Linked DNA regions of Mus musculus: region 2 is linked to region 1. Evidence: chromatin contacts called from public promoter capture Hi-C data. All regions are on one chromosome and are shown on one strand. Each heading gives the region's core, a stretch centred on a gene start, on an enhancer-like site or on the middle of the called end of the contact. The rest is flanking DNA. Distances are from core to core; before and after follow the strand shown. Region 1 holds the start of Sparcl1 (SPARC-like 1). Region 2 has its middle 29 kb from the start of Spp1.

Region 1 (5,483 bases), core at 2,875-5,374:
AAATAAGGACTGAGACTGTGAGGTTGTGGCCCTGAAAGCTAAGAAGAGAAGCCAGAGAAAGGGAGCATGGCAACACCTTGGATTTGGACGTCCAGCCTCCAGACTTGTAGTTTAAACCACACAGTTTGTGGTATTTTATTATGGGCGATGTGTTTATAAAAAGATAAAGAGAGGGGCAGATATGTTTTATGGAGGTGTGGTCAAGCAGGCCCATCCTGAGACATCCCTTCCCCCAAGGGACCAGTCACATGACGGTAGACTGTAGAATAGAGTTTATTAAGGGCATGGGAAGGGGAGTTAAGAGAGTAGGAGAGAGAGAGAGAGGGAGAGAGAGAGAGAGAGAGAGCGAGAAGACAAGTACAGGAGTAGAGACGAGTCTGGCCATGAGCATGGGGAAAGAGAGGGGGGAAGGGAATGGGGAGAGAGGGTAAGGGAAGAGCAAGAGAAAGCAAGAGAGTAAGGAGGGGGCAAGCAGCCCCTTTTATAGTGAGTCTATTGTTTTATAGTGAGTCTATTGTTTTATAGTGAGTCTATTGTTTTATAGTGAGTCTATTGTTTTATAGTGAGTCTGTTGCCAGGTAACTGTGGGACGGAGCCTAGACAGAATGATAACAATGGGAGTCCTAGCAGAGTAGTGTGAATGTCCTAGAGGGCAAGCAGCCCCATTGCTGTGGACATTGTTTTCCCAGCATCCTTCCTTCACGCCTGCTTACCTCCTACCTGATATGATACCTCTACTCCTCTCAAGGAACAGTGCTACACTCTAACAGTGGTTGTGCCCAGGCTCCCAATAGGCAAGGTCTTCATAGTACTCTTAGGTCACTCCAACGCTTAAGCAGAAAAACAAAGAAGTCTATTGCATGCTTGAAGATTGATTTTGGCCATTCCTCTGCATCCGCAGGCACTCTTTGCAGTACCCACAGATACCAAGTCGTGATTGTGCCAGTCCCTTTGTACAACAGGGGAGTACCTGCGTATAACTCATGCACATCATATTGCACACTCTAAATCAACTTTAGATCATTTATAGTATCCAATTCAGTGTCAATGCCAAGTAAATAGTTATTGTACTGAGCTGTTTAGAAGCAATGATGAGAAAAATGTCTATGCATGTTCAATAATGACACGTTTTATGAATGTTATTTTTTGGTTTGGGGATGGTGGAATCTACAGTCCAGATGTGGGTCTGCATTTTGCCTCGCTGCTGGGGTGTGTGAATGTCGCTCAGGGAATCAAAACTCAGAGGCACTAGGCCTTCCTTGTCGCCATCAGGGTGCCAACACACACACAGGGGAGGCTGAACAAAGTCTAAGTTGGGTGGTTCTCTAACTCCCATGTACTCATATGCCACTAGGAGTTGAGAATGGGCTGCAGGCCTGTGATGAGTCCAGGACACGGGGAGGGGGGGGGGAAGGAGGGGTGGTGTGGCTTAGCTCAAGGTGTGTCAGGTGTGCAGAGAGGCCTTCTGCAAGAGACTTAGGCTGCACAGCTTGGTAACAAAGGCTCCCGACAGGGCAGTTCTTGATGAGAGAGATGGTCCTTGCTTATTCAAACAGTTTATTCACGTTGGAAAATGGATGAATACCAGGTACTAAGGGCGGACTAAAGATTGAATACCTTTTACAGGAAGGAATGTCCAGGAAGGGAAGCTTATTGGCTAAACCATCTGGGTCAGCTTTTCTGTCTGGTGACACAGTTCCATTTGCCCCACATCCAGAGGCCATGGTTATGGAACAAAAACCTTGGGGGAAATGTGCTCTCTAATCTTTCCCTTGAAATAGGGTTCCTAACCTTGCTGGAAGGCCTGAGTGGGGCAGGAAACTGGAGATGATCCACAGACATCTTAACTCTGCTGGCCCAAAAGATCGCTATGTTGGCTCTTTGTGGGATCTCCTGACCAAAGATGACACCCTGGTGCCATCTCACACGCAACCATAAAGTCTACTCTTTATTGAGGTTCTGCTAACCCTCATAGAGGGGCGCTGTAAACTTTCTGGGTCTGGCTTCCAGCTCCATCTGTGAGGTGGCTATTGTTGTAGGTTCCTTGTTCCCAGCATGGAAAGCTGTAAACTGTTCTAGACATGACAGTGCCATGAAACAGTAAGAGCTTGGGTCTCTGCCAGGGAACATTCCCAAAATAAAACCGTGCTTAACAACACCATTAAGTCAACACGCCTTTGTCTGTTTTAGTCAGTATTCTCTTACATCCTGTGTGTGAGTTTGTCATTATATATTACAGTACCCTAAAGTTCTCATCCCTGAACAGGAGATCTCTCTAGTCATACAACTGAGTGAAAATCCCCAATCTTAGAAATGAGACCTGCTCTCATCAGACATAAATTACATTTAGGCCTTAATTCCAGTTTTCCGTGAACAATCTGTCTGCAAGGAACTTTGTTTTCAGCATTCCAACAAATATGTCAAATTCAGTATTAGAAAAAAAATTTTGAGTTGGGTCAAGATGTTTTGGGTTTTTTAAGCACTCTCCAACTAAATCTTTCTCTTTGTTCTCATGGAATTAATCTCATTACGTGGAATCAAACTCATAAAGCCGTCTCAAATAAATGGAGAATGCTAGTTAAAATAAGTTAATGTTCGAAGTCTTTGAGAAAATTCTTTAACCAAAAAAGTCAAATCATTTTCTATATGGCCTGGCTGGTCTCGCTGCTCCATGATCCCTCGGGACACCATCGCAGAATGGCGCCAGCATCCTCTATGCTGCTAAGACCAGAGAGAAGCGTGCAGATGTGTGCAGAGGCCCTGGAAGAAACAAACCCTTGTCCCTTCCTCAGAGGAGCTGCTCACACTCCAAACCTGAGCTGAGGAAAAAACATCCCATTGTCTGAGGCTTCAAGACGTCACATCCTCGGCCCTTTCTATAATCCTGATCCCAGACACGTGCGCCCTTCCCAGCTGGAAGGGCTCTGGCTCACTGCCCGGCTTCCTCTGCTCCCAGACTTCCCTGCTGCACGACAGAGATAAGTTCTGTTACCTTTCTCATTCTGAAAATCAGTGCGACGAATGTTCTGGGGTCCGTAGAGCGAACCGGCTGAGGCACGTCTGCAAACTTGTATAGCTCAGGGTTTTTATTTGCTTCACTTGGCTTTTGCTTTTATCAGTCTGGTTGCCTGTTGACTTTGTCACACACTCAGAGAGCCTAAATTACGTTAAATAACAACTTCTCATCCAGTGTTAGTGGAGAGTGTATAGTATCAGAAGCATTTGGGCTAGTCACCTGGAGAAGGGGGTGGGGGGGCAGTATCTCTTCCTCAGCGAAATGCCTGCTCAGTTGGCTAACACAGGCGGGAGGCAAGGAGAGTACCACCTTGCTATTACAGTTAGAGACCCGGGAGAAAGCGAACGTTGCTGTCGTCTGACATAAACCAAAATAGTTAACATTTGTTGAGTGTCTACTACATGGCAGGAGTTTTATGCAGTTGGTTTGCATCAAATTATTGAAACTCAGAACAATTGCCTGTGATAGACCTTATAATCACTCCTCCTATATCTGTAGCCTCATTTTATAAATAAGAAAGCAGATGCTGAGAGAGGTTATTACTAGCTCCTGGGTGTACAGTTAGGGTGTGGGAAAGTCAAGAAGAAAATCCAAGCTGCCTGTCCTTAAATCCTGTACAGTTAACATTACTCTGTACTATCTTTAAAATGGGAACGTAGTAAAACCTCCAAAGACTTGTCAGACTCCACGAACACGATGCATTGAAAGCTGTTAGCGCAGGGTCCGACACACGATAAATGTGCAATAAATACAGACACAACCATTGAAATGATTACACACATACATATACAGAAGCAGAGCCAGGCCTACTGCTGCTCCTCTAAACTTAGTACCCAGGAGGCAGAGGCAGACGGATCTCTGTGGGTTCCAGATTAGCTCGGGGCCAGGTAAATAAATAAATAAATAAATAAATAAATAAATAAATATTTACATGCCTTGATAGATGAATGCCACAGTGCAAAGTCAGAAATAAGCACACAGGAAGACCTCTTCTTGTACAGCCCGGTGCCATCATAGGCTTACAGAGGATGACTGACTGGGCTGGGCAAGAGCAGGCTATGAATCACAGCTTCTCTAAATCAGCATGCTCTAAAGAGCAGCAACTTCATTTTCCAGAGCTGCTTACGAGTAGGACGGTTAAAGCAGCCGGAACGGTTCTCTGTTAACGTTCAGACTGCGGTCATGAGGACAGCTTCCAATCGAGCAATATAAAAACGCATCTGCTGCAGTGATCCTTCTGTCCTTTCACCCTGGCTTTGCAGTCGCCCTAGGAATAAACAAGAGTGTGAAGCCTCTCTGCAGTGTCTCAGAGTCACAAGCCCCAAGGGATCCCAATCATACGATCTCTCAGAGTTGTTTGAAAAAAAAAAATTGCATGAAGAGCCAAATGCTTACACTCTGGCCAAGTTAGGAGCCTATGAGGAGGAGAGGCTAGGGGAGGGCCGTTCACTCCATGCATGCTGCAGAATTAGCTCTCTCCCTCTGGGTCTGCTCTGCTGCAAAGCTCAGCAGCACGGAGGGAGCGAGATCCAGGAATCTGCAACAGAAACCATGACAGCCTGAAACACCCTGTGGTGCCAACCTCCAAATTCTCATCTGTCACTTCAGACCCTGACTGGCTGACAGAGCAGCAGAATTTCAACTCCAATAAACGTGAATGTGCTTCTAGGCAAAGCAGCCAAGCTGACGAGGGAGGGGGGTGGAAGAGCTAGCTCCTCTTGGGCATTTGTCAAACTTTTACCTCCTGGCTGTGTGCAAGGAGGGGACTCAACTTCGGCTTCAAGCTACCAAGGCTCTGGATCCAGCCACCTCTCCGCAGGTAAATGTTAAATTTGCTTATATTGCCCAACTGCATGCGTTAAACTGACTTCCCTGATCTAAAAAGACTGCTTGATGATTCTGCTTAAATAATTCAAAGCCATGTGTTTATTTTTATAATCCCATTTGGAGTGATTTATATGAAGGAAAAAGGAGAATTTTACTTTGTGTGGCCATGTCTCTTTTCCTCCTACAAAATTAAATGTCGAGCACTAATAAACCATAGTTTTCGTAATGGCCAAACCAGAAGTATAGATTTCAAAATTTTAAAAAATGTGTGTTTGCCATGTTTAAATTACCTAACTGTATCTGTCACTGTCATGGGCCTGACAGCTGTGTAGAAGTAGAATGCTTTGTTTGTTTGTTTGTTTGTTTTTCAGTTAGGAAATATCTCTAACAGTACATTCTTCTTCGGTTACTTTCATATTATCCTTTCCCTCACAGTTTTCACAGATCTCTCTCCTCCTGCTACCTATCATTTGTTAAGAGGTGACAAGGGGACAGGGAATATGCCCGGTTCCTCATTACATCCTCTCTAGAAAAACACAATGCTAAAGGAGAAGTCAGGGCTAACAACTGTGCTGTCTTTGAGAAGGTCCTCCCATCTGCACCTTCCCCAATACAGCACTTCCTGCGAGCCTTTCTCGCT
Region 2 (5,401 bases), core at 2,514-5,013, 290 kb before region 1:
GATACAATACGTTGTATAGAACTTCTGGACAACCCTGCAGTGTTATACACTTGTTTAAATATCTCTTTAGAAGTTTTTATTATTTCAGTCTCTGAGAAGAGAGGGTGGCAAGCAGGCAGGGTTCAACCCTACCTTCCATTGATCTAAATAAGGCGCCATTTGTTCTGCCAACTAGAGAAGGACTATTGAATCTGTCAAAAAGATGTAAAATCCAATAAAACTGGGCTTCCAATTTCTGCTTGAAGAGAAAAAAAAATCTCCTGGTGGTTTTTCAGTTATTACACAACTGGGTAGAGGCAGACACAGAATGCATTCTTTGTGCTGGGGCAAGAATAATGTGGAAAACCACAGCCCTTGGGCAATTACTCTACTTTTCTAGCTGTGTTGAGAAGTCTGCATTTAATTAAGAAGTAATGGAGGGAGAAGAACTATTTTTACTGCCACAGTGGTCTTTTTTTTTTTAAGTGTTCCTTGTGAAAACATGAAAAAAATTAGTTTTCATTGTTGTTAAAATAAAAGTCTACCAGTCTTCTATTAGAAGAATGGGAAGAACCTTACAGCAATTTCTCCCTCAGAGAGTGCCCCTAAGGTGGCAGCTCTTGAGTTCTTAAAGGGTGACTCACTGACAAACTGGCAAGATTGCTGTGGAGAGACTCCAAAGGGAGAAACCTAAGGCAGAGCTGGCAGAGTTCTCAGGAGAGACTAGAGGCCAGCCTTTGCTCTGTACTCTTCTCTGGAGGCCTCTGCATTGCCCTCCAAGGATTTTGCTCTCATGGCTGGGGACTGCTGAGATTGCTGCTTTGCCAGTACGTTCATGATCTTACCTGGGACTCAAGTGCGTTATAAGCAATCTGTACTCGACATCCACTCTGCCTTCAATCACCACCAGACTGGAAATACACATCTGTGGAACAAGAACAGGCTTTTTTGTTCCTGTTTCCTCCCCTCCCACTCCTCCTCCTTCCTTTCCCTCTGCCCCACCCTTCCCCGTCCCCTTTTCTCCCCTTCCCTGTATGACATGTACTGGCCTAGACTTTATATTATATTACAAGCAGTTTAGAGTTAAAAGTGCATGCGGGAATATGCATAGATGCAAATACTATGCCATCTTATCTATTTTATATGAGGATTTAGAATATGTAAATAGAACCAATTTTCTGTGGATATTAAAAGATTGTCTTTTAACAAATGCACCAGAAAAAAAGAACTGTTTGCAATCTTACTGAATAAATACAGTTTGTCTTCCCTAAAGGCTGCCTGCATGCCAGAATACTAAAACTCAGTATGTTTTTATGGGCTCTGCTTTCTTTTCTGTGATCTTGATAATCCAGCCACTGCTTTTGCTGGATCCTGTTTACCATGAAAGCGCCAACCCCCACCCCAGTTCAGGGGAGGTAATGCCGCTGGCTCCTCTGAGCTGAGCCCTTTGTGGGTTCTCACTGGCTTTAGTTCTGATCTGTTTCACACTCCAACGAGAATTCTGGCAACATCTAAGCAAAGCACAGAGCTCTGCTTCCCTAGAAATTAGCACCTAATCACCTTTAAGCTCAAGGAATCCCATGCTCTCCTAGAGTAAGACCAGACCTGCTTTTGACCTCAAAACTTCAAATCTGCCATCAACCATTGAGAGGACTCTTTAACTTTATTCCTATCTTAGTTCTGAAACCTATAAGCTGCTAACACCTCCCTAACTGGCATGCACAGCACCCAGAAAAGGAAGCCACACTATTTCTGATTGAAGAAACAAACCTTTTGCCCATGAATTCATTTAGCACTGCAGAAAAATTCATTAAAATATAAATATTTTGTAAATATTTTATTAGTGTGTGTGTGACGCCACATTAGTGTTCATAAGAGGACAACTGTGGCAGGCGATTCTCTCCTTCCACCACGTGGATTCTGGAGTACTGATTCAGGTTATTAGACCCGATGACAAGCATCCCTATCCAATGAGAAATATTGCCTGCTCAAGATATCAATTTTTGGGCATTTTTAAAAATATCTGTGGATTGTCAGAGGTATAATAAGATGCCAGCTTTGGTTAAGTTATAGTTCTGGCTTTTGTATTTTGACCAGTAGCAATAAAACCCATCCCTTGTGTGGGATGTGGCTATGGATCCAGACAGGGGGGGGTCTCAGCTAACTGCATAGGAAGAAGTTTGCTTTCAAGTATCAGGGACAATAGATTACATTGTTAATTACATGCATTCAGGTCATCTTATTATGATGTAATTTGGAGGGAACTTGGTCATCTTGGTACCACCAGGGAGCTGTGCTAGTATGTTAAGTGAGTTGGACCTAGTGAGAACTTTCCTGTTTGACCTAGTAAAGTAACTACAGGCCACAGTGTGAACCAATTGAGTACCAGGGAACTGACACTCAGGGAGGCACTTTAAGGAATCTAGTTATCTTAGATATTCAGTGACAGTCTTTCTAAAGTGAGATTTGCCTTTCTGAACCATGTGCGGCCTGCTGTAAAGAAAGAGACGGTATTGTGAGACCCTCTGGAGTTAGGAGGCTGAGTATGTCACATGTAGGAAAACTACTCCTACCATTTGTTGGAAACCTTCAACGCTGGCAGATTTAAACAGAGAAGAGACCAAGACAAACAACAAAAGGCCTTTCCTGCGGCCTAGGTCATCTTGTTAGCTGTGATGCCCTCTCATCTAAACACTTCTTTACTATGCAGAGCTCCTGGCAAGCTTACAATGAAGGCCCTTAGGTGTTTGGAGTAATAATCCTCAGTCAGAGAGGCCTCAACATGAAAAATATGCTAGCATCATCCTGGGTATGGCAAAGACCAAATATGTGACCTTGGGATATAAGTGAATACGCAGTATAAGTTGGAACATAGGCTTCCAGGTAGGCTGCGTGTGTTTTATGTCAACTTGACCAAACTAGAGTCATCTCCCTCCTAGAATGCCTGGGGACTGGTCTCAGTACATTCTGTAGTTGAATAAACAAACAGTGATTAGTGTTACCTCACTGAGGTAACTGGAACTCCGGGCTCTTTAAATCCTGAGTTGCCATGGTTTGTTGCCGTGACAATTGATAGTCATATACTGGAATCTTTTCTCCATCTGTTACCCTGAGCATCAAAATCCTATGAGAACCACAATTCCACTGAGAAAGATGGCATACACACATTTTTCCTCAATGCATGTCGGATGCAAAACTTCTGTAGAAGTAATGCTGGCTTATTATCTGCTTAGCCTGCTCTGGGTCTGGAAACAATTTCTATGTCTCAAGACATATTCTGTTGAACAATTTAAGACAGTAGATGTTAGGAAACTCAGAAAATTCCACAACTTAGCAGCCAAACAATATTGTTAAGATCTGGATTGGGCATGTGCCCTTATTGTAAGAATTCCTGGAGTTTTTCATATGCAAATTGATAATTTACAGGTGCTAGAATGCCACGCAAAGCTATCCAAACTTATTAGATAGAAAATGCTATTAGAATGTTAATGTATCATTTTCTCAAATAACGTCTTAGCAGCAGGCATCTGTTGACAGACAGGTTTTGTTGCACGGATTAATGATGAATTATTGTTTGTGTGCAGAGAAGTGGGAGGTGTTTATAATGGTGTCTTCTGAATTTCTTCTGTGTAGCTCATTCACTCTTGTGAAAGTCAATCTTTTTGTCAAGTTCATGTCTGCCAAGTTTTTGTTTCTCCAGTCAAGCTGCATGTTATTTTTGACTCTCTAGCTATTCTAGAGGGGTTGGAACATTTGAAAGCCTATTACCGTATTCTTCTGTGCAGATCCAGACAATGTCTAAACGAGGACCGTGGTCACTTGTCTCGCTGCTGGTACAGTCTGTACTGTCCTTTATAGGTGCTCCTCTGCATTATGACTTAATCCTTAATGATCCCAAAGAATAAAGAGATTGAGTGATGGAGATGTTTTGATGAGCATAATGGTGCCTCATGGTGGGGTGTGTGAGTAGCAAGAATAGTTTTTCCCCTAGGCGTGTTAATATTAAAAGTGTTTTCTAAGCTACAGGAGCAGTTCTATATACTGAACTAGCTGGCTCATTACAATGAACTAGAGATGTAGGCGTGGCCTCCATCTTCCTGTCACCTTGCCTTCCAACCCTCTGCTACAGTTAGGGGCTTCTCTGTTCCCCTGTACCTCTAACTCTGCATTGCTTCTCTGAAGTTCTTGGCAGCATAGCTCACAGTTGTTACAAAGTTTAGGCCGAAGAAGAAAACAAACAAACAAGCAAACATGGGAGTCGCAGAGTTCTGAGCACTTGAGCACCTTTGTCGCTGAGAGGCCATGATGGCCTTTGAATTTACGGAAGGCTGGCCTCACTGTGAGGTGACCATGAGGCTCTGTCCCAGCTGGCAAATGCTGGCTGCCGGAAGAGCGAGAGACAGTTTTTATTAAGGGTGTGGCCACTGGTTGGTAGATCAGTTGTGCCCTGTGACTAAGAATATTTGGGCAACACAAACTGGTCAGAGATAGAATGCAACAAAAAGGAAAATACTGAATATTTTAGGTTATAGGTGAGGGTGGATCTGGGAGGAGTTAGGGGCCTGGGTGTGACTTTGACCAAAGCGCACAGTGGGAAATTATCAAACAATCAATCAATGAATCAATGAAACCCATTGCCCTGCACAAATAGTGTGTGCTAATGAACCCCAAACGTTCTTCTGAACATGATAAAAAGGAAGTTTTCTGTGAAGATAGCCTAATCTTTCCCCATTAGTTCAGTGACTTCCTGGTCCTGCCCTGTGTCCCAGGCTCCTGCCTTCATGCATGCCCCTCCCTAGGGACTGGGATGATTCAGGAATGAAACAGTCCTTTGTTTTTGTACTCCCTTCCCCACAAACACCAACATTCCTTACCATATCACCTACAATTCAGCCTTTCATACCAAAGCAGAGAAGGTGGGAATCCCAAATATCCCCAAATGAGAACCAACTTAAACCTACAACGAAGCGTCTAATTAATTATCTGTAGTGTGTGTGTGTGTGTGTGTGTGTGTGTGTGTGTGTGTGTGTGGTCTTGGCTTTATGATCTACTGACCTAACTTTGGACATGGTAGAATGGTTAGCTTGAGTCAATCTTTTTATTTAGAATAAGTAGACAAATATGTATGTGCATTGAATAAATGAAAAACTTAAACTCACAGACACAGACACACAGACACAGACACACAGACACACAGACACACAGACACACAGACACACACACATAAAGTTTGGAAACATTTGACAGCTAACTTTTCTAAAGAATTTATGTTTAAGAACCAAGAGAAGAAACCCCATGGGGTGAGTTGAGCAGGTCAGACTTCCAGGGAGACCGGGTAATACTGGAAAGGCAATGAAATACAGACTAAGTAGAACTTCGGAAGTATTGTAGCTCTGTGACAATCAAGCTCTTAGACACTCTG

What was found. Promoter capture Hi-C pulls out the DNA fragments that hold promoters and counts their contacts.
Region 2: a contact with region 1 is called in a promoter capture Hi-C map of hippocampal neurons, with 2.8 times the contacts expected there. The contact joins the enhancer-like site here to the promoter of Sparcl1 in region 1. A contact is called at or near these places in 4 of 39 promoter capture datasets (cranial neural crest, hippocampal neurons, pre-B cells and 1 more), 1 of 15 datasets of contacts at CTCF or cohesin (the NIH/3T3 cell line), 1 of 115 datasets of contacts at active chromatin or transcription factors (embryonic stem cells) and 1 of 9 other capture datasets (pancreatic islet).

Annotation. Positions count from the first base shown.
Region 1 is chr5:104,112,729-104,118,211 of GRCm38.p6, reverse strand. It overlaps Sparcl1 (SPARC-like 1), which reads left to right and starts at 4,124. Exons shown (of 11, transcript NM_010097.4): 1 at 4,124-4,835. It overlaps LOC330143 (a long non-coding RNA gene), which reads right to left. Exons shown (of 3, transcript XR_003955771.1): 3 at 1-5,483.
Region 2 is chr5:104,402,958-104,408,358 of GRCm38.p6, reverse strand. No RefSeq gene overlaps it. Among named protein-coding and RNA genes, the nearest start is that of Spp1, 29 kb to the left of the region's middle. Within about 2 kb of position 3,763, at least 29 of the 459 cell types and tissues checked have an H3K27ac peak or open chromatin away from gene starts, as enhancers often do. A contact at or near this core is called in the NIH/3T3 cell line and hippocampal neurons, where this site is marked.